5 separate regions of the Mus musculus genome follow, and all the other regions are linked to region 3. The links are chromatin contacts, called in public ChIA-PET, Micro-C and promoter capture Hi-C maps. All regions are on one chromosome and are shown on one strand. The core of a region is the stretch at or near the end of the contact, and the rest is flanking DNA. Distances in the headings are between cores, read along the strand shown.

Evidence for each region. Promoter capture Hi-C pulls out the DNA fragments that hold promoters and counts their contacts. Hi-C and Micro-C count contacts between places; a contact is called where the count stands out from the background. ChIA-PET counts read pairs in DNA pulled down with a chosen protein or histone mark.
Region 1: a promoter capture Hi-C map of pre-B cells shows a contact between it and region 3, with 2.0 times the contacts expected there. The contact joins the promoter of Coa7 here to the promoter of Lrp8 in region 3. A contact is called at or near these places in 4 of 39 promoter capture datasets (the 3T3-L1 cell line, erythroid cells and pre-B cells), 2 of 484 Hi-C or Micro-C datasets (both in embryonic stem cells) and 2 of 115 datasets of contacts at active chromatin or transcription factors (pro-B cells and stem cell-derived neural progenitor cells).
Region 2: a contact with region 3 is called in an RNA polymerase II ChIA-PET map of memory CD8 T cells, with 5 read pairs. The contact joins the promoter of Prpf38a here to the promoter of Lrp8 in region 3. A contact is called at or near these places in 1 of 39 promoter capture datasets (pre-B cells) and 1 of 115 datasets of contacts at active chromatin or transcription factors (memory CD8 T cells).
Region 4: a Micro-C map of embryonic stem cells shows a contact between it and region 3, with 4 times the contacts expected there. The contact joins the promoter of Lrrc42 here to the promoter of Lrp8 in region 3. A contact is called at or near these places in 2 of 39 promoter capture datasets (erythroid cells and hippocampal neurons), 1 of 15 datasets of contacts at CTCF or cohesin (the NIH/3T3 cell line), 8 of 484 Hi-C or Micro-C datasets (CD4 T cells, embryonic stem cells, erythroblasts and 2 more) and 2 of 115 datasets of contacts at active chromatin or transcription factors (astrocytes and embryonic limb bud).
Region 5: a contact with region 3 is called in a Micro-C map of the G1E-ER4 cell line, with 6 times the contacts expected there. The contact joins the promoter of Tut4 here to the promoter of Lrp8 in region 3. A contact is called at or near these places in 3 of 484 Hi-C or Micro-C datasets (the G1E-ER4 cell line, Th1 cells and embryonic stem cells).

What each region holds. Positions count from the first base shown.
Region 1 is chr4:108,326,157-108,330,733 of GRCm38.p6, reverse strand. Coa7 (cytochrome c oxidase assembly factor 7) reads right to left here and starts at 2,582. Exons shown (of 3, transcript NM_027250.4): 1 at 2,444-2,582. The coding sequence starts at 2,549.
Region 2 is chr4:108,577,332-108,581,393 of GRCm38.p6, reverse strand. It overlaps Prpf38a (PRP38 pre-mRNA processing factor 38 (yeast) domain containing A), which reads left to right and starts at 2,058. Exons shown (of 10, transcript NM_172697.3): 1 at 2,058-2,409. The coding sequence starts at 2,280. Orc1 (origin recognition complex, subunit 1) reads right to left here and starts at 1,940. Exons shown (of 17, transcript NM_011015.2): 1 at 1,819-1,940.
Region 3 is chr4:107,799,508-107,803,837 of GRCm38.p6, reverse strand. It overlaps Lrp8 (low density lipoprotein receptor-related protein 8, apolipoprotein e receptor), which reads right to left and starts at 1,579. Exons shown (of 20, transcript NM_053073.3): 1 at 1,320-1,579; 2 at 468-587. The coding sequence starts at 1,425. It overlaps Lrp8os3 (low density lipoprotein receptor-related protein 8, apolipoprotein e receptor, opposite strand 3), which reads left to right and starts at 1,774. Exons shown (of 2, transcript NR_168096.1): 1 at 1,774-2,074.
Region 4 is chr4:107,251,858-107,256,195 of GRCm38.p6, reverse strand. It overlaps Lrrc42 (leucine rich repeat containing 42), which reads left to right and starts at 2,663. Exons shown (of 8, transcript NM_029985.2): 1 at 2,663-2,921. Hspb11 (heat shock protein family B (small), member 11) reads right to left here and starts at 2,293. Exons shown (of 6, transcript NM_028394.3): 1 at 2,201-2,293.
Region 5 is chr4:108,457,133-108,461,672 of GRCm38.p6, reverse strand. It overlaps Tut4 (terminal uridylyl transferase 4), which reads right to left and starts at 2,263. Exons shown (of 31, transcript NM_175472.4): 1 at 2,034-2,263; 2 at 1,473-1,656.

The sequences.
Region 1 (4,577 bases), core at 1,333-3,832, 530 kb before region 3:
GCCAGGGCTATACAGAGAAACCCTGTCTCAAAAAAACAAAACAAAACAAAACAAAAAAACAAACAACAAAAAAAAATTGCATAAGAGCATATGTTTGCACCAAGAATAATAACAATAATTGATGTTATTTTTGTTTGTTTAATTTGAGGCAGGGTCTTAAATAACCTAGGCTGGACCAGAACTCACTATGTAGCTAAGGATGTCCCTGATCCTGTTGCTCTACCTCCCTGAGTGCTGGGATCTCATGCTAAGCATGTGCATATGCAGTCTGAGCCAGGCCTAGTACTCAGTCAGGGCCTCAGGTACACTAGGTGAGTGCTCTTCCAACCAACCTACAACCCCAGCCCATGGCCAGTGCTCACAGGGCTCTCCTGCACTCCCTGCTCCACATGTCCTTCATGTAACTCATATCAACTACCACAAACTCCTCAAACATGCCTACAGAGTCAGGTCTAAATTCCTTGCTTAGAAAGGCAGGGTACACTGTAGTCCGGGCTCCCTGAACAAACTTAATCTGGAACTGGAGCTAGAGCCCAGTGGTAGAAAACTTCCCCGCTACACTCAGAAGCCCTGGCTTTGTGCCTCAGGACTGCAAAACAGACATTAATTTGACTTGATTCTGAGCAATCCTTAATTCACCTTCCAAAAGAGCTCTCTGTTCCCCAACCTCTCCCGCACTGACTACACAGCTGGCCTCTGTGGACTATGCCCAACCACCCTGGTCCTCAGAGACCACAGAAGGTCAATTCCTCTGAAATTTCTCTTCAATTGGGACATGGACTAGCTCCCAAAGAATAATCTTAGCCGGGCGTGGTAGTGCACACCTTTAGTCCCAGCACTCGGGAGGCAGAGGCAGGCAGACTTCTGAGTTCGAGGCCAGACTGGTCAGCAGAGTGAGTTCCAGGACAGCCAGGGCTATACAGAGAAACCCTGTCTCGAAAAAACAAACAAACAAACAAACAAACAAACAGAATAATCCTGGGTTCCTTATCCAGAGTCACACTATAGTGGACTAATTTCAAGAAACAGAAAGTCATTTCTTGGGAACTAGACTGTAAGCTACTGGAAAGGAGGGCCAGAGCCATTTTCATTCTTTTCCCTTAATTAAAACAATAGGAAAACAACCTACAGACACTGGACACTTGTTTGGGCACTGGTCACTCATACACTCCACCTCCTCACTGCACATAAGAGTCCATTTCTGGGGCTGGTGAGATGGCTCAGTGGTTAAGGAAACCGACTACTCTTCCAAAGGTCCTGAGTTCAAATCCCAGCAACCACATGGTGGCTCACAACCATCTGTAATGAAATCTGATGCTCTCTTCTGGAGTGTCTGAAGACAGCTACAGTGTACTTACATATAATAAATAAATAAATATAGTCAATTTCTGACCTTTTATTACCTCTGCCTGGCAAAGACTTACAATGGTTCCTTTCCTCCTTCAAAGCTTTATTCAAAAGCCATGTCATTGGGCAGTGCCCTTCACTCAGTTCTTTTTATCACATTTCACTTACCTTAAAAAAACTTTTTTTTCCCTCGAAAAAACTAAAACAAAAAAAAAATTTTTTTTTAAAATTTTGTGCTGGATGGTGGCAGCCCACACCTTCTAGCACTTGAGAAACAGAAGCTTGCAGATATCTTAGTTTCAGGCTAGCCTGATCAACAGAAGGACAGTCAGGACTACACAAAGAATAACACCTCAACAAATTAATTAATTTATTAATTTGTTAACAGGCCTGTGGCTCATGCCAAAAACTCAGAAGATAGAGGAAGCAGTTCTGAGTCCAAGGCTAGCGTGGCCTACACTGTAAGTTCTAGGCCAGTCAAGGCTACATAATGACAGTCTCAAAAAAAAAAAGATTTAATTTTTATTATTTTAAATTATGGATGTGTGTATACGAGCATGTGGTGTGGTGGCAGCAGAGGCCAGAGGCATTGGATCTCCTAGAACTTTAAATGGGCTCCTAATTACTGGACCACCACTCCAATCTCCCTCTCCAATTCTTTTTTTGGGCCGGGTTTTGCTATGTAGTTCAGGCTAGTCCTTAACTCCTGAGTTCTAAGTGATCCTCCTTCCTCAGCCTCCCGAACGCTAGAATTACAGGTGCAAGATGCCAACCAATTCTGGCTCGCATTTACTACTAGCATATATTTCATTTATTTCCTGCATGTTAAATGATTCCCTCAAAGACATGTACACCGAGGTTCTACTTCACCCTCACACCTCCAGTCCTAGCACCCTAAACTTGACTACACAGCATCTAGCCTGAGGGCTCCGCCCTCCGCTGCAGGCCCCGCCCCCGATGCACTACAACTTCCCGCCCACAGGCCCGTAGTGACCCTGACCCGGTCCTTAGGCGTCCTCGGCCCGCCACGTGACCACGACTGCACCCCACGCTCGCTCCCCTCCCCTATGTCCCAGGCTGCGCAGTTGGCGCTCACCCTCCGGGTCCTTCTCGCGGTAGCATTGGTAGTGACACTCCACCTCCATGTTCTCCAGGAAGGACTTCACCTGCTCCTCGTCCTGGAAGTCAACCAAGCCCGCCATGATTCCGACTCCCACAAATCGCTTTGTGGCTCCACCCTCAGTTACGTGAGCCAGCCCAGGGGCGGGGCATGCCGGCGGCGTGCGTGACGTCAGCGCTCCTCAGTACGGGGGCGGGTTGGAAGGAAGGAGACGATTACCGCTTCCCATCATCCTTTGCGGTGGTAGCTCCCCACCCCCCCCACCCCTCCAGGCTTTTATTCTTCTTTTTGGACAGCCCTCTCCCAGGTTTCTGCGTCGGTTTATCTGAGGCCATACTGCCCCTTAATGGTTTTCTCCCTGTAGTCTGGATCAGCCAGACATTCTTCAGTTCCGGTTCTAAAGCCGACACAGCCGGGAGCTCAGGTCCCAGCCTTACCAAAGCTTACAGCGTTGGGCTGCAGCTCACCACCAAGTACTCTGAAGCATCGTAAAACAGAACTTGAAATCTATTCCGAAAGCATTCGTTCATTTGGGTGGCAAGCATTTTGAATACCTTGTGTGTCCCAAATATGGCCGGAAAAACCGAAATAAATAAATCTGTGCAATTGCCACGGGATGCCCTTATCTCTATATTCTTTGTAGACCCATCAAAATCATCCATATTAATATGACTGCGAGTTATGATTAGAACACATCAGTGGTCGGGATTATAGTGACAACATGGTCACTATAATAGTTTTAGAACAGCAGCATGGCGGATTGAAGCCAAGGAACACTATGAAGTCATATGATGCAACAGATCTTACCGAAGAGGTTTATTGGGGCAAGGAGAAAGGGAAAGGCCGATTGGGAATGGACTCATGGTTTTAAAAGCAGTTCCATGACACATCTTTCACAGGATAGCACAAGCTCTGCGTTACTCCAGAGCCTCTGGCTAAAACTGACTTTTATGTATGGCTTCTCCTGTTTTTCCTTTGATAGAATCTCACTTTGAGACAATCCTCCCCCCTCAGCCTACTGAGTACTGTTGCAGATACAAGCTCCCACATCCACCTATCCGTGTTCTTTTTATCTTGTTTATATCTGTAATCACTAGAGGGAGCCCTTAGAATACATGGTCCAGGATGAGAAGGCCTGACCTTTACTTTGGAGCCTCCCTCCTTAACCTACTCCTACTGGATACATCTAGAAGCTTACTTGCTTTGTTCTGTATAACTGAGACAGGCTGACTCCATGACAGGCTTCACATTGGCAGTTCAGGAGACTAGACATAAATCTCTGTTTCCAAGAACTGAGCAAGCCCAGGCCTCAGAAGAGGCCACACCACCTGGCCTCCAGGAGTTCCAGGATAGCTTGGAAAACAGTAAGCCATTATTAAAAAAAAATAATAATAATATTTAGGCTGAAGAAGTAGCTCATCTGTTGGAGAACTTGCCTGGTCCCTTGGGTTCAGTCTTCATCATGTCCTAAAACAGGCATGGTGCAATCCTAGCACTTGTTGAGGTAGAGGCAAGGGGGGTCAGGGTTCAAGGTCATTCTCAGTTGCATACCAAGTTCTAGGCCAGCCAGAGAAACTTCTTCTCTTCTCTTCTCTTCTCTTCTCTTCTCTTCTCTTCTCTTCCCTTCCCTTCCCTTCCCTTCCCTTCCCTTCCCTCCCCTCCCCTCCCCTCTCCTCCCCTCCCCTCCCCTCCCCTCCTGTCCCCTCTTCTCTTCTTATCCTTTCTTCTTCTTCTTCTTCTTCTTCTTCTTCTTCTTCTTCTTCTTCTTCTTCTTCTTCTTCTTCTTCTTCTCTCTCTCTCTCTCTCTCTCTCTCTCTCTCTCATTTTCCAGACAGGGTTTCTCCGTAGTCCGGCTGTCCCAGAACTCACTCTGTAGCCCAGGCTTTCCTTGAACGCAGAAATCTGCCTATCTGCCTATCCGCCTGCCTCTGCATCTGAATGCTGGGATAAAGGTATGTATCACCATGCCTAGTTGAGACCCTTGTGTTCAAAATTAATTTCAGTCAGGCATAGTGGCATATGTTTATATTCAGGTGGCTGGGACAGGAAGATAGTTGTGTGTTAAAGGCCAACCTGGGCTACATAACAAGATTGCCTTTGTTGGGGACCA
Region 2 (4,062 bases), core at 809-3,308, 780 kb before region 3:
TGTCCTAACATGACCCTAGACAGAAATATCTGAAATTGTAAGCCAAAGTAAATCTATCTTCCTTGTTTTTTTTTTCAAGTACTGTGTCATAGCAACAGAAAGTTGGCAAACACATGCACACAAAATGTAGGATTCCTCACAAAATGAAAAGATGACAAGTTAGATGCCTACAGTACAAAAGGCCTGCTACCTGCTGTCCTTAGGACTTCTTTCCAGAAATCCTAATTATTCATCAACTTTCCACTGAGGAATGACACTCATATAAAAGCATGTTGAAATGCTAATACACAGCTCAATCAACTACTCTTCCACACACCCCCAACCCCCCCCCTCCATCAGCAAAATGATTTTGATTATCAGCAAAAATGGTGAATGGACTGGGGAGCCAGGAGGATTGGTTTGGCAAAGAGAAGAGTTTGACTTCTAGCGATATCCATGGAAGGACACCACAAGTCTGAACCCAGTACAGGAACCATACCCAATGCAAAAACATAAAAGGAACCTTAATAAAAGTTAAGCCCAAACTCTTGACACATGTACCTCATTTAAATCTTTAAAGTAACCCCAGAACAATGTAAATTCATAGAAGATGCTCAATAATAAATATTTGCTAATGAAAGGGAGATGTTATCTTTGTACAAGTTAAGTCTGAACAGTCAGATACCAATAAGCTACCTTACCTTATGTATCATCGTATCACCTGTGAAAATAGTATTTACTTCTGGCAGCTTATTATATACAGTAATATATACAGCTTCCCAATCAGAGTGGCAGGTCCACCGGACCCATTTCCTAATCCACAAAATGGAAAAATAGTATCTCTTTTTATTCAACCAATATTATTTGAGGCCTGTGTGCTAAGCACTGTTCTAAGATAATCAGACTAAGAGAAAATACGGTATGATAAACCAATGCCCATCCTACTGTAGCCAACTATTGAAACAATGGATTCCAAGAAGTTTGACTTGTCCCCAGAACTTCATCCTGAAGCCAGAGGAACAACTTGTCTATAGGAAGGATTAGCAACAACAGTCTGGAGGAGCCTCTCAGGAGAGGGGGCTGAGATGTGTGTCTATAAGTGTTCCAGGACAAACGGGGCTACAGAGAGAAACTCTGTTTTGAACCCCCCTCCCGCACCTTCCCCAATCTAATTCTGAAAAAACAGGGTGTGGTGGTGCATGCCATTAATTCTAGGGCCTGAGGCAGAGGCAGTCTCTAAATTCGAGACCAGCCTGGTTCTGAGCAAGCTACAGGACAGCCGGCTCTACACAGAAAAATGTCTAAAAACCATTACAGTAGAAAATAATTACGATTATTCGACTTCTATGGAAAACTAAAAAGACCTCGTGACAGGAATCTCACAGCTCAAAGCTTAGAACTCCCAATTTCTCCAATTGTTAAGAGAAGGCTAGACCCAAGAAAGTAGAATACGAGCCATTAGATGTTTTCTCCAGTGATTGGAGATGAAAGCTCACTTAAGGGCAAGCCATGTGGAGAGGAGACGCCAAAGTCCCAGAAAGTGACTTAGAGAAAGTCTGTCTCTGGGCGGAATCACCAGTAAAGCGGAGAGCAACACCAGCTCCGCGGTTCCAGAGGAAAGGTTGCGAGTGCTTTTCAGAAGCAGTGCACGCGGAGAGCCAAAGCCTTAGGCTCCCCACCGAGGGCCGGCGCCACCCGCTTCTCCGAGGTCTCCTTCAGTGCAGGAAGTGTTCCTGGAGCTCCGGGGAGGCGAGAAGGTTTACAGGCTTGCGAGCGGTGCCGGCACCGACGGCCCTAGGTGCACGTGTATGCAGTCCGTGGACAACGACCCGCACTCACCTCGCCGACGCTTTGCAGTCCAGGCACTGGAGTAGCTGGGGGACGCTCGCTCGTCCAGGTCTGGCTCCTCCGGGAGACCACGGCTACAACACGTAGTCCCAGCTCTCAGCTGACTAAGAACTGAAGGCACAGGAGAAAACTTTTCGCGCCACTAACCGAAACCCCGCCCACAGTGTGATTCTGATTGGCGTTTCGGACACTCGCCACGCCCTCCCGGGGGTTCATGACGTACTTCCGCCAATTTGCTTGGGCCCTCTCTGGTGCGGGGTGTGCGTATTCCGGCGAAAGAGTTCTACGCCACAGCTTCCGGTACGAAGCTGGTGGCTTTCCGCGGTCGCAAGGGATTCCTTAATGTTTCCCTAGCCTCCGGTAGTCCTTTTTTTTTTTTCCCTTCTTTTAAATAAATACTGAATGTGACGTATTAAGCAAGCCGACGGAAATAGAATTGAAAGAGTTCTAAAATGGCGAACCGTACAGTGAAGGATGCCCACAGCATCCATGGCACCAACCCTCAGTATCTGGTGGAGAAGATCATCCGGACGCGAATCTATGAATCAAAGTACTGGAAAGAAGAGTGTTTTGGACTTACAGGTGAGCGACAGCGCGCAGCCCGCGTCTCGGCTTACGGGTGGTTTCTTCTGTCTGAGTGAGGAAGGACGGACCCTTTGGGGGTGATACTGGAAGAGTATGTCAACTATTCATATAAACTGCTCTGTGCCTGGACTTGTACTAGACGGGACACAGACAAATCTGACACGATCTTTTTCTCTTTTCTCTTTTTTCTTTTCCGTTTTCCGAGACAGGGTTTCTCTGTAATAGCCCTGGCTGTCCTGGAGAACTGCTGGCTTCGAACTGCCTCTGTCTCCCGAGTGCTGGAATTCAAGGAATACACCAGCACCGCAGGGCTCACCGGTCTTTCCTTCTTTCTTTCTTTCTTTCTTTCTTTCTTTCTTTGGGGGGGGGGGGGGGTGGGCTCCGAGACAGGGTTTCTCTGTAGCCCTGGCTGTCCTATGTCCTGGAACTCACTTTGTAGACCAGGCTGTCCTCGAACTCGAACTCAGAAATCCGCCTGCCTCTGCCTCTGCCTCCCAAGTGCTGGGATTAAAGGCGTGCGCCACCACGTCCTGCTTGACCGGTCTTTCTTTTTTTTGTTTTGTTTTTCGAGACAGGGTTTCTCTATAGCCCTTGCTGTCCTGGAACTCACTTTGTAGACCAGGCTGGCCTCGAACTCAGAAATCCACCTGCCTCTGCCTTCGAGTGCTGGGATTAAAGGTGTGCGCCACTACACCCGGCTTGACCGGTCTTTCTTGATGCTGAAGGATTTCTTTAGTTTTTTTTTTTTTTTTTTGAGCCATTCCATTTTTTTAAATTAATTAATTTATTTGTTTATTTATTTATTGATAGTCTGCTGGGTCCTAGATTGTTTATCTCAGGGACCAGATAAGGGTTCCTTTAATGCAGCTTGAAGATGTTCAAGGAACTTCACCATTCCTATAATAAAATTCTTGCTGTTCTTAAATGGGTCAGTAGTTTCATTTTTGACCTGCTTCCCCTAGTCCTTTAGGTTTCTGTTTTGTTTTGGGGTTTTTTTGTTGTTGTTTTTTTCCCCTGAGACAGGGGGCCTTGGATGGCCTGGAACTCTCTTGAACACACAGAGATTCATCTGCCTTCCCCTTCTGGTCCCTAGGATTAAAGGCATGAGCCACCTCGCTGGCTCCTAAGTTTTTTAGAGTGGCTCTCTGTCAGCTGTCGTAGCTTTGTTCAGCTTCACCTGGTGTGACTCTGGCTGTGGTTCTTGAGCATGTAAAATCACTTAAGCTCTTTTTTGTTCTCATTATCCTTAGCTGGAAGCCAGGACAATGATTATTTGTTTTTTTGTTTTGTTTTAGACAGGGTTTCTCTGTGTAGTCCTGGCCCTGGCTGTCCAGGAACTCACTCTGTAGACCAGGCTGGCCCTGAACTCACAGAGATGTGCCTGCCTCTGTCTCCCGAGTTCCGGCATTAAAGTTGTACACCACCCCAGACCAGCATCTGGTAGTAATAAGAGGACTTTTCCCTCATAATTTGTTGTATAAAGATTGAGGACTCATGAGTCCCACCCTTCCTTGATGGACTAAACAATTAATGGAGACTGGGACGAGGGGTCTGTCTCTCTCTGTAGTGCTGTAGTTCCAGGCATATGTAGCCCTGGCTGTTCTAAAACTCACTCTGCAGACTAGGCTGCCTCAGACCCAGAGATCTGCT
Region 3 (4,330 bases), core at 330-2,829:
GGCAGGGCCTAGAGCCCTTTACAGCACACCGTCAGCCCCAGGATTGGCCGCTCCGGCCACAGGCCTATGGGGTGGTCCTTGCGCAGCCAATCAGTGGCCCCGGGGAGCCCATTCATTCATAAAACCGAGCAAGGAAAAGCCCCTCGTGGCCCGAGCTGCGTGGAACTTTGAAGTGCGCGCTCCCAGTGAGGCCCAGATTGGGGATCCGATCCATAGAGCTAAGAGGTGTGCAGGGGCTGCCGCGTCCACGCCCACAGTCTCGGGCTAGTAGCTTCAGCAAGCCGCGCTGGGCTCCACCCTAAGCAGGACACGCCTGCCACCCAGCTCCCGCCGACAGCTGAGCCACCCATCCCAGAACAAGGCCGCCAGCCTGGGGCAGGTGGCCCCATGACGGATGCAGCCACGTGCGCAGCGGAGCATGATCCCCCCCCCCCCCCGTTTCCCCTCCCCTGGTCGCCGCGACTCACGGCAGTCGTCCTCGTCGCTGTTGTCCGAGCAGTCGTTGTCCTCATCGCATCTCCACACCAAGGGAATGCAGCGCTCGTTCCGACACCGAAACTGGTCCTCTTCACACTCCTTGACTGGCCCTGCGGGGGTTGGGGGCGGTGAGCTGGGTCACTGCACAGGAGCCCGCTCCCCACCCTGCAGCCCTGGCTGCCGAGAAGTCCAGCGGGTATGGGAAAGGGGGAGATATCGGTGAGCTCTGGATCTCCAAGCACCTTAATTCCGAGAAAGGACAGGATGCCACGGGTCCTCCACTGCAGGACCGACTGATGGCACAGCGAGACCCGACAAGCGCTTAACGGCCCGTGGCTATACCCCGCCTTCAGACACATTCACCCTTACACACAACGCCAAGTCAGGTCCACACAAACCTAGTCTGCGGGAAGCCCCGCACACTGGCGACACGCACCCGGTGCAGGGGCTCAGTCCCTTCACAACCTGTCAGTCTCCTCGGCCCACAGGGGTCCCCGGAAACGCATTGTCAGAAAAGACTGTACCACTTCGCTCATCGCCGCTATGGAGCGCGCGTGTCAAATTAAACCAAACCCCAGACCCTGAAGGACTACCCCCCGCAAAGTTCACGGGCCGGGGGGGGGGTGCCCGGCGCCCATCCCCCATTAAGAGGGTGCCCGGAGCTGGGGTAGAGCTTCGGTAACCAAAACCGTGGGGGTAGCGGGGAGGAGGTCCAAGGCAAATCCAGGGAGCTAGGGTCCCCGGAGCCTCTCTATCGGGACCTCGCCGTACAGCAACCCCCACCGCCGGCCGCGCTTTGTTGGTTGGCGGCTGCGAGCCGGCCCGGGAAGCGCCGTACGCACCTTGGCCGCCCGGCAGCGGATCCGCTGCGGAGAGATGCTGAAGCTGCAGCAGCAGCAACAGCAACAGCGCCAGCGGCCGGAGCGCGCCCAGTTCTGGGCGGCCCATAGCGGGCCCGGGGCTCCGGCCGCCGCGCCCCGAGACCCCCGCGCCGCCGCCGCGCCTCAGCCCGCCAAGTCCTTGCCGCGGCGCCGGGGCTGCCGCTGCCGCCGCCGCCACCACCACCGCTGCCGCCCGCCCCGGCTCCCCGGCTGCATTTCAAGCAGGTTCGGTGACGCTCGGCGGCGGGGCGGGCTCAGGCTGGGCGCGCGGCCCCGGCCCTGGGCAGCCGCCGCCGGCGCGCGCGCTCCCTCCCGCCGCCGCCTCCGCCCCACGCTCCTCCCGCCGCCGCCTCTTCTCCTCCCCCGCCTGTCCTTGTCCCCTCCTCTCTCGGTCCGAGCCCCATGATCCTGCTCTGTGTGCGCGCAGGTGCTAAGAGCTGTAGACGCTAGGACGAGCCCGGCTAGGCTCTGGCCCCCCTGGTTTCCCCGTGGAGGTGGCAAGAGGGTGAGAGAAGGAGGCGTATGGAGGAGAGCCCGAGCTCGGGAGAAGGAGACTCACAAGCCGTTGCAGTGAACGCGCAGAGCGCGGGAAGGCTGAAAGCATTGCCAGGGAGAATCTAGGGGTGCTGGGCAAGACCTGTCATAGCTTCAGATTAGATGAGTCGCTTTCTGCGACCGTGTGCATCTGTGATTATCACTGTGTGATCCTGAGAGAGGTGAGTGTCTGGTGCACAGACTGTTATCCATATTCATCCTTCTCTGTTGGACCCCGCAGAGGAGCAGATCAAGGGCCCTGAAGACATGGCAAGGTAACCCTTGCTGCTGCAGAGAAGGGCAAGGACTGTGGAGGCCCAGATGTGTCATCCTTGCCGCCAGAGGCAGCACATCTAGTGTCTCTGGGCTCCACTAGCCTCTGCACAAAGAAGGCCCCTCCTCTAGCAGTGCGACCCCACCTCCCCTACTCTTCCTTGTCAGAAGGGCAACGCTTAGACTGGATTTCAGCCACCTGCCGGTGAGCCTGGCCCAGCAGCACAACAATCTCAGAGTGTGATTCTTGGGCACGGGTTGTAAACCAGGCCCGCGCGAGGGTGCCAAGGCCCAGTGTTAAATAGGCCCTCTCTCTTCAGAAAAAAAAAAAGGAAGAAAGAAAGAAAGAAAGAAAGAAAGAAAGAAAGAAAGAAAGAAAGAAAGAAAGAAAGAAAGAAAGAAAGAAAGAGAGAAAGAGAGAAAGAGAGAAAGAGAGAAAGAGAGAGAGAGAGAGAGAGAGAGAGAAAGAAAGAAAGAAAGAAAGAAAGAAAGAAAGAAAGAAAGAAAGAAAGAAAGGGAAAGAGAGAGAAAGCAAGCAAGCAATCGTGGAAGCTGTGATTCCTATGCCAAGCTGGATGGGTGCACAGCCCCGCTAGGTCAACAGTCCTCTCAGTCTCATATCTTCCCCCGCAAAGGGTAGCCCATGACAATAGCTATGGCAACCACAGACCTTGGGAAACCACAAGTGCATCATCCTTTGGTCACGTTAAGGCTCCATGGGTCTGGAAGTCCTGGCCACAGTGAGGGGAAGACAGACCATCAACAGAAGAAATCTTACACAGCATGTGCTGTGTGTGTTGTGCCCAAGGCTGCAGCATCGTAAATAAGGTACTTCCCCAACCTCCCGATGTTACATATTAGTTAGAAGAGAGAAATACAGAAGAAGAAAAAAAAAAAGAGTTCTATCACACTATCACAGCATCATAGTTGTGATGAGAAAATAAACAACATGAGAGCACGGAGGTAAGTTAGAGAGGCGATCATGTTTCACTGACAGCGAGGAGCCTGACCACATGACGGTCAAACGCATGCTATTCTTGGCAGAGGGAAGAGCAATGGAGACACATCCCATCGTGGTAAACTAGTGATGGGAGAAGTAAGCGCATGGTGGTGGGGAGGAGCTTTGGGGAGTCCACAAGGCCCAATCACAGGATAGCTTTGTAGGCCACAGTAAGGAGTTTGGATTTTGTCCCAAGCACAATGATACCCACTGCGACACCCTCGAAGGTTAGGATGGACCCCCTCCTGCAACCCAGATTCACCTGTCCAGCCTCACATGGCTTCTGCTCTGCACTCCTGGGAAACTCAGTCCCATTATCGGGCCTCAGGGAAGCTGGGAACTAGGCAGTCTTGATGGTTCCTTCTGTGCTAAGATGTTTGCATGGGGTAAAGTTTAGGCTACAGCTCAAAAGGATAAGAGCATTGGCCTTTGGGTCTGGGCCTGCCCTTCCTTCCCTGACTATATGGACATGGTTGCTTCCACTTCCGTGGTTCAGGTTCTCCGTATAAAAGATGGCATGGGGGGGGGGGTCGCAGTGCTCACCACACAGGCTGAGGTGAGGTTTAGATTACATGTGGTTGCATGAGAGTCATGTCCAGAGCACAGTAGATGCCTAATGAACATTAGTTACTGTTACTATTATCCAAAACACCCTCCTCAAAAACCTCTGATAACCCCAAACCTCAAAAAATACAAATTGCCCAGCCTGGGAATATAGCTCAGTGGGCAGTAGCTCAAAATTTGAGCTACTAGGGGGACTACAGTAGGAGGAGCACAAGTTCAAGGCCTGTCTATGGTACAGAGAGTTTTCAAAAACCAGTCTGGGAGGCCTCCACAGCAGGCCCACGGGCCTGCTCCTCACACCAGCCTGCTCCTCACCTGCCCCTGAGAGCTGGGTTTCAGACCTCTTCCGACCTGTACCCTCTTCGTGGGACATTCACCTGGGCTGGATCTGTCCAGCCCTAGGCCTCTGTAAAAAGCTTCTACTCTCTCTACAGAAACTTCTGGAGAAGTTTCCCATGGCCCTGAGGGCCAATCTCTCTGAACTACTGTTAGATCCACTTCTGTGCAGAGGCCTCAGATCAGAAGGGCTTCCTAGTCCCTGCTTTGTCTCCACTGGTGGCTTGTTAAAGAGTGGTGTGGCCCCACAAGTTTGCCCCAGGAC
Region 4 (4,338 bases), core at 1,414-3,913, 550 kb after region 3:
ATTCTGTAGACATGACAAAGCTGAGATGTCAGCTTATATGCTAAGTAATAGAACTGGCCCTCAAAAGAAATGCTGGAGGGGCAGGGGCGTATAATACAGTTGTATAGCCTGTGCTTAGCATGTTCATGACCCTGGGTTCAATGAAGGAGAGGGAGAGAGGCAAAAAGAAAGGGAGAGAAAGTGAACAAGATAGAACAGTTTCATTGGCACAAGGTTATATCCATCAATTTACATATTGTCTATGGCTGCCTTTGTATGGCAGAACTGAGTAGCTGTCACAGACTATAAAGCCTAAAATATTGTTTGGCCTTTTATGACCCTTGATCTAGATGTATTAAAATTTAACTTGTTTAGTCCATGACAAAAATCAACATAAGACAAGACTAAGACAAGACTGGCCCAAAGGTAAAATTTAAAAGTGTTATTTAAAAAAAAAAAAAGTATTATTTTAGATTTACTAAAAGTTAGGCTGAAGGTGTAGACAATGGGAAAGTGACACTGGGCAGGCATGGGCCCCAGGCCTGATACCCAACAGCCAATAAAAACGCAACTTAAGAAGTTAAAGAGGTAGCACATTCCATCAGTAAGGGGTCCACGGGTACTAAGGGCCCAGGCACTTATAATGCTGATACAGCAAGCTGATCACACACACACACACACACACACACACACACACACACAACTAGTGGCTGGGTGCTAACAATGTGATTCACACCTAGAGTACGGTGCTCAGTTCAGAACCTCTCAAAGACATGATTAAGGTCCATACTGTTCGGGGCAGATTAAAAAAAAAAAAAACCAACTCATAAGCATGCTCCTCCAAATGAATAAATGTAATAAACATTTTTTAAAACTTCCAGTGCCCCCTCCAGTTATGCATACATTAAAGATGTACATCCCCTGCAAAAGGTTGACAAAATTGTGGTGTTTTTATATTTTCTAGTTTTACTATCAAAATTGGTGTGAATGTCTCAAAACAGGTAAATACAGGATATATATCTCATGTGGATAAATAATGTATAAGGGAGCATAATACATTTTCAAAAAAATTACAAGTCAGGGGTGATGCCCCATATACTGTGTAGGTCAAGGCTGGAGGATTAGAAGTGAGTTTAAGGTTTTCCTGGGCTAGAATAGACCTGCTCTCAAAAAACCAAAATAAATAAAAGAGTTACCATCTAGGGAAATGTTCTCATATCTATGTATATAGTAGATGAATAAGATACAGTGTGTTCTCTTCAAATTTTCAGGTTTTTTTTTACCTTATTCTTAAATGATCTAAGGAAAAAGCAAACAAGCACTTTAATACAGTGAATATAAAGCACTTTAATAAAAAATGAATATACCTGAACTACCAATATCTGTTCTTTAAAACCAGGGGCAGAGATTTGGCTTTCATTAAGGTTTTGTTGCAGTTAATGAGAAAGAGGCAAACCAATCCCAAGAAACCCATAAAACCACCCAGCAGACATGTTTCCACACAGCTCCAAGATGGAGGTTTGAGAGGCAATGCTTGATCTAAGCGAGGATGAATACCCTCAGGGACTCTCTACCAAAGTGGTAGTAGGCTCTAGGACACCATCCATCCTTCTGGGTTTTACAGACAGGGACGGTGGATTCCCTACCCTTTCCCAGGGCCATTGATTTTCTCTTTAAATATACAGTGTAGCCCTTTCTGGTACTTCTTTCAGAAAACCTCTGGGTCACGTCCTGGGTTGATTTTCTCCTTGACCAGCACCTTTGGGTCTGTGTGCTCTTACATCTGCCTGCCCCAAATCCTTTCCTACAGCATCCACTGGTAGCTCTGGTGTAAATTTAAAACCGGTCATTCTCTTTCTCCCATAATGGCAGCCCGGACACAGTCCTCTCACCTCCAAGACTCAAATAATTTCAAATAACGTAAATGCACCCACATTGACTTTAAATATTATTCCTGTTTGAGGTTGGACCGTGCTGATAATGTGTTACGTTTGGCATATTAACTGTCATTTGTAATTGTTCTTCCTTCTGAGGGTCAAAGCATCATTTCAGGGCACTAAAAGTTCTTGGGGAGGGGGGCCTAGAGAGAGGCCAGGCCCTAATCACTCTGTTCTCTCCCAGCGACATCGCTGCTCCACCCGCGGTCACCCGCCGCGCGTCTCCTCACAACCGGTTCCTTCCCGCCCGCAACCCTCCGCCGGCCTCGCCACCGGGCTCCCACCTCTTCGGTGCCCGCCCACCGTGCTGCACGGACCCGCTCGCCTGGGCCTTGGGTAGCTCCGCGAAAGGACCGGGTCCGCTCGCGATCCCCGCCCGTCACGCCCCGCCCGGCCCTGGCCCCGCCCCGCCTCGCTTCGCTTCGCTCCCGCCCCGCCTCAGCCTCAGAGGAGTTCCCAGGCGCGCGCCCTGCGCAGCCCCGCCCCGCCCTCTCCTGGCAGGGGCTCCGCCTAGAAGCGCCACCTCACTTGCGCGTCTTTCCTCAGGACTACCTTTACATTGCATTGCCTCGGGGAGGTGGGGGGGCCTCCAAGAGATCTCGGGGGACATGCCCTCGCGCGGGCACGCACACGCACGGCCCCGCCCCGCCCCTTTCACCCTTCCTGCGACCGCCCGGCTTTCTCAGCTCGGCTGTCCCAACCCACTCCCGGCCCCGCCCCGCCACATGCCCCGCCCACTCCAGATCAGACCACGCCCCTCATGCCGGCCCCGCGCACGCGCGCCTACCCAGCCGAGTTCTTTTCCCCCCCCACCCCTCCCTGCTGGTACCTCAGTCCCGCGGCGCCAGGTCGCCCCCAGCCCCTCCCTCTTGCCACCCTCTGTGTGTGTCCCACCCTCACGGGCTTTGTGGCCTAGGTTGCCGAGCCGCTTCCCGGTCAGCCGCTCAGTGGAGGAAGGAGCCGCCAGTGAGGTGCAGCCGCTCGCTGCCCCGGGCAGGGGCACAGGTAGGTGGCGGCCGCGGGCCGGGCCGCTCGCCGAGCCTCAGGCAGCGCGTGGGTGCGGGGGCGGAGTGTGAGGGGCTGGGGGAGGGGAAAGGCCCTAGGGACGAGGTAGAGCTCGCGGTGGGAGGGGTGGGAGGATGAAGAGGTAGGGGTGCCTGAGGTGGGCTTAAGGGTGGGGTCCGCGGCGTCCCGGGTTAGACTGAGGGTGTGTGAGAATTTAGGGTTCTGGGCGGGAGAGGGAGCGGATTTAGCTTAGGTGGACTTGGGGAGAAGCTTGGGTGGGAGTGCCGGGAAAGGGGGAAAGAAAAGGGGTTGAGGAGTGCACCAAGGGAAGGAGCTAGGGTTGGAATAGGGGGAGGGGTGGGGCGGGGGGGGGCAGGGAAGAAACTAGTTGAGGCCGTGGATTGGGAAGTTGGAGATAGTGAGGCGTGAAGAAAGGGGAATCTGAAGGTTGAGGACGCAAAACCGGGAAAGAGATGGGGAGACTAGGGTGCTAAGAGGAACCTCGATGGTGAGAGGAAGACTCGTGAGGAGGGAGAGAAGGATGGGGGCTGGAGACGGGTCGCTAGAAGACAGGTGGAGGCGGGGTTGAGTCTTTTGAGGGGCACGGGAGAGTCTGGGATGTGAGGAAGATGGGTAGAAGATCTGGGAGTGAATGGGGAAGGTTAGAATTTGGGGGGTGGGGGACTGAAATTTTTTCTGTTTGAAAAGCTAAAGAGTGGGTAAAACTATCAAGATGTGGGAGAGATTAGCTTGCTCTTGGACAAAGTATGGGCCCGGATAGGACATGAGTTTCTGCAGTTTGGGGGAGAAGGCAGGTAGGGAAGTGGCAAGTTACAGGGAAAAAAGAAGTAGTGGGAAATTGAATAATGGCGGTGACACAGAACAATGAAGATGGATTGTTAGTTGGTTAGAGATACTTTGGAACTACTTTCTCTTCGGATTTCTTCCTATGTTAAGAAAAAGTCTTTAAAAACCACTACATTTTCAAATGAGCCAAAGGTGTCTGCAGTCTTGAGATGAAGGTAGTGGGTTGACAGATGTTTTCCTGGTGTGTGGATATGGCGGATTTCTGCCCTGGCAGAGTGAAGGGGGAGCGCTTCATCCTTGAGTGAGCCCTGGTTCTGTTTCCACCCACTCTTCCTCAGATGACCACTGTTTTTTACTATAGTCCCTGCCCTCTTAACTCCCAGTTTGAGCCATTGTGAGTTCCAGAGAGATCAAATGGCCGGTGATGTTAATTTTGAGTGTTTTAAGAATATTTTTAAGGCTGATGTTGTATTTTTATTCTTGAGATACAAGTGGGAAGATCTTGTGCTTTGGAATTACACAGACCTGTGATTGAATTCAGGCTCTCTCACTTAGGAGTTGTGAGCCTTAAGTTCCTTCATTTCTCTGAGGCTCTTCATCCATAAAGTGG
Region 5 (4,540 bases), core at 1,014-3,513, 660 kb before region 3:
TAACTTCCTTTTGTTTATAATATTTTTAAAATGAGAAACAGCTTAAACTTCTCTTCCCAACATTGATGGTGTTTAAGCCCTCCGTATAATTTGTTTATAAAGGCACCATAAAGCACACTGTATGCTCGTGAGCTATCTTAAGAAAAGCCAAATCAAACAATATTTCATAGTTTTACAAGTTGTGGCTAATCTGTAGTAGGATGTAAGTGTACACCATATTTCTGAGGGGATACACATGGGCTCTGAGTAAAGAAAATGTTAAGTGCATACACACGCAGTCGACATTTAAAACTTGCCACAATTCAACATTTGGGAATGGCATTTTCCCTAAATAATCAAATCCACTTGGGATTATCTTATTTTATTCCTTTCAAAACAGAGTATGTTGTTTCACCAAGTGCTTCAAACACATTCCTGCTCCAAGGTACGCTCTGGAGGGGGGAGGGGATACATCTATAGATATAAAAGGTTATATGACCTCCGCGAGCTAATTATTAAATTCATTCCAACAAATCACAATTCAAATTGCATTTCTGGACACTAAGATTACAAAAGATCGCAGAACGTCAAATGTTTAAGGAATTACTTTTGTATCGAAATGAAGAAACATGGTATACTAAAACTAAAATCTCACGCAAGGTACAAGATTCGTCTGCTTTAAAGTTTGATAATCTTCTTTTTTAAAATGTTTAACCAACGTTAAGATAACAGTAATTAATCCCATTCAGGTACTGACTAGAAATCCCGCTGCTTCTTTGAGGTCTAACCACCTCATTCTTTTGTAATCCTGATATCAAAAGGATCAGAAACCACTTGCGAAGGCGTGCGACACACTGGGGAAGTGCTGTCTGTTTACAAATACGAATCTCACAGTTACCCACGTCAAAAGCGCGCAGTACCAGCACCTCTCGACTGGGGGGCGGGGGACAGAGACGGCGGGTGAGCAGGAAACGAAATCCACACAAACCTACCTCTGCTCCCTCCCGACAAGGACAAGCCCGGGGGATGGCGGGGAGGACACGCTGTGTGTGTGTGTGTTTACAAGTGTATATATACATACACATACACAGGGTGAAAGAAAGGCACACAATACAGACAAACACGCACTGGATCTAAGCGAAGGCTAGACCAATCCCGTTAACTCAGATACTCCTACCCCGTCTACAACAGGTTTCGGTGGCCGGACGGGCGCCCCAGCTTTCCCTAAGGTCGGCCCCCCAAAGCCCTCCTCAGGCCGCCCAGGCCGCCTTCTCGACTTCCCTCCTTCCCTCGGCTTTCCCCTGGGACACCAGAAGCCAGTTCCAGCCCAGGAGGAAGTGCCAGGCCCCGAGGGGGCGGCGGAGACGCGCTCCGGCGGCGCGGACACCTGCGAGGCGCCGCACCTGAAGGGGACAAGCTGGGGGCCCCCGGGCTCAGCGGCCGAGCACACCCCCTCGGCAGCCCGCGCAGCGCGGCGGCCCGCAGCCCCGTACCTGAGAAGCCCGCGAGCTACAGGCGCGCGCGACGCCTCCTCATCTCAGAGGCTCCGGCTCCCCCTCCGCCTCCCGCCGCCGCTGCCGCCCCCGTCGCCGTCGCCGCCGCCGCCGTCGCCGCCGCCGATGGAGGCCAGGACACGACGAGCTCAGGACTCCACCGCCATGTCCGCCGCGCCGCGAACTGCATTGTGGGGGGGAAGGGACGGGGAGGGGGAGGAGGAGGGAGCGAGAGAAAGAGGAGGACCCGCTGAGGGGAGGGGGCTGAGGGAGAGTGGCGCCCGGCCGAGGGGGGAGGGGAGTCGGAGGCTCTCCCCAGCCTGGGATCCCGATTGGGATGGGAGGAGATAGCCTCGGAGGCGGGGAGCAGAGCCTCCCAGAGCTGGGTTCAGGGGCTCCCTCTTCTTTAATTCTGGGGATCCCCCCCAAGCACCCGTCAAACCTCGGCGGAGGAGGGGGTAGACCGGGGGGCGTGGGGGGAGGGGCTTCGTTCCGGGGCTCGTGGCGGTCGCCCGGAAACAATGAGGAGGGGATGGAGGTGGGAGGACGGCGCGCACACACCCGCGCTGAGGAGGGAGAGCGGGCGAGCGCGCGCGGGCTCCGATCGGCGCCCGAGCTGGGGGCGGGCGGGCCCCCGAGGGAGAGAGGAAGGGAGGGAGGGAGGGAAAGGGTCGGAGCTACCCGCGGCTCGCTGGCTGGAGCGGGCCTGCAGGGAGAGAGAAAGAGAGAGAGAGGGTCCTGCGGTCCAGCACGCCGACGCCGGGAAGCGGCGCGAGGACGCCGGCGAGCTTAGGGTCGCGTGCACCGTCGCGCTTCTCACGTCAGGCTCCCTGGCTGCGGGCGCCTTGCCTGAGGCCCCCGGGCGGGAAAGGGGGCAGGTTGCCTAGCTGTGCCCCAGGGAGAGGCCGTAGATGTGCAGGCTCGGGCTTGTCACTGTCCGACAGCCCACGCATTTCTTGAATCCTCCGCGACCATTCCTGACTTCTGAGCACTGTCGAGCAGCTAGCAGGAGGGAGCCCCCCACCCCTTCACCCTTGCATCCAGTCCAGTTTTGCATCACCTCAGGACTAACAAAGCAGAGAAATCTTGAGAAATAGTTCGAAAACCATTTCTTTAGTTTCAGGTGGGCATAGAAACAACTACCAAGAACGGCTTCCCTCCTTCCTCCTTTTTTTTTTTTAAATGTGTTAGCTTCCTCTCATTTAAATTTACACTCATGGAAGACTAGAAGGCTTTGTTAGTTTATTTTAATGACACCCCCCCCCCCCGCCCTCAAGCCTCGAGATTATTATTTGACCAGTCTCCTACTTCACTCAGAGCTGGTCAAATCACACAACTGCAGTCCTTGAGGTGGATATTTACTAGGCAGAAAAAGTGTATGGCACTAAACGTGGGGTTTTATAAAGGGAAGCAGCTGAATCTTAAATATTTACAAGGTAATGACAAATTTTCTTGTGACTCACAGACCAGAGCTGCTAAGAGGCTACAGAGAGGCAATTGTCTCTGCAGAGTTCATCGACTTCCTGCTACATCCCAGAACTAAACACCTCTCACATGATATGTCCGTCAGAATCCCCAAAGCTGAACAAGCTTAGTGAGAAGGGACCAAGCATTGCCAACTTACTTCTAGGCATCGAGCTGAGGAGGCTTCATACACTTAACCACCTAATCTTCATAATGATCTTGTGACAATAGATACTATGGCTTCCATTTGCAGAGGAGAAAATATGCTCTGACAATCCCCTTCCCCCTGTCTCTGACTCCAGCAGACCCAGGAGCTGTGGATAGAGGGTAGCCAGTCAACCCTTCCAGCTTGGGGCGATTATCAAACTAATAAAAAATCCAGAGTTGCCTCATCTGAAACATTTTTAAATGTGTCCAAACTTCAGAGAGATAAGGTAAAGAACAGAAGAGGAAATGAAAGTGAAAACCGAATGTTAGGTGTGGTAGATTACAGCTGTAATATCAGCATTCTGGAAGCTGGGGCAGGATGATCACCAGGTCAAAGCCAGACTCTGTAGCCCAGGCTGGCCTCGAACTCAGAAAGCCGCCTGTCTTTGCCTTGATCTCTTTAAAAATAAAAAATAGACTTATAGCTTCCACAATAACATGTTCATTTTTTTGTTTTGGCTTTTTTGTTTCTTTTCCTTCTTTCTTTCTTTGTGGTGTTTGGGGGAGATTGGAAGAGCAGAGGACAGATATGAAGGAATGGGGAGAAGAGTGGGGTGGGGGCATATGATGTGAAATTCACAAAGAATTAATAAAATGTTTAAATAAATAAACGACTTGTATGGTGGAGTGGTGGAGTACACCATTAATCCCAGCAGGGGATAGGAAGGCGGGAGTAGGTGGATCTTTTGAATTTTTGGCCAATATGAAAAGGAGTTACAAAGCAGCCAGGGCTACCAAGTAAGACCTTGTCTCAAAAAACCAGGATTTGGGCAGATAGCAGCTCAATGTAACAGTACTTGCCTAGCATGTAAAGGGCTCCGAGTCTGATCCTCAGTGCTGGAAAGAGAATAATGAAAACGTAAAGCTGATAGACACACTTAAAAGGATTACCAACACGCTCCTCACTGATATTAATGTCATTGGACCAAATTCAACTGAACTCCTGATTACTTAGTATAAGCAAATCATAGTTCAGTGCCTAGACAAACTACACAGACTGCTGTTCAGAAATCTCACTGTTGAGCAAGGAAGGTAGTTTTATTAACCTGTAGTCAATAGAGCATATGACTATACAGAGAAACCCTGTCTCAAAAAAAAAAAAAAATAGAGCATATTAACAAAGAGTTAGGCAAATACACTAGAGAATGTGATAAATTCTATGTGGGCGAGCCTCCATCAGAAGAGATAGACCCTAGACCTTCAAGGATTACCTGTTTTGTGCCAAACACATGTTTATGATTCAGCAGACAACATTTAGTCTACAGTATGAAAATATTGAGTCTACAAGAAAGCTTCAGCCAGATGAGAAAGTCCTGTGTCTCCAGATAACTCCCTTTTCCTATTTTTCAAGATCCAACTCTTATTTAGTTGTTGTTATTGCTTAAGACGGGCTCTCT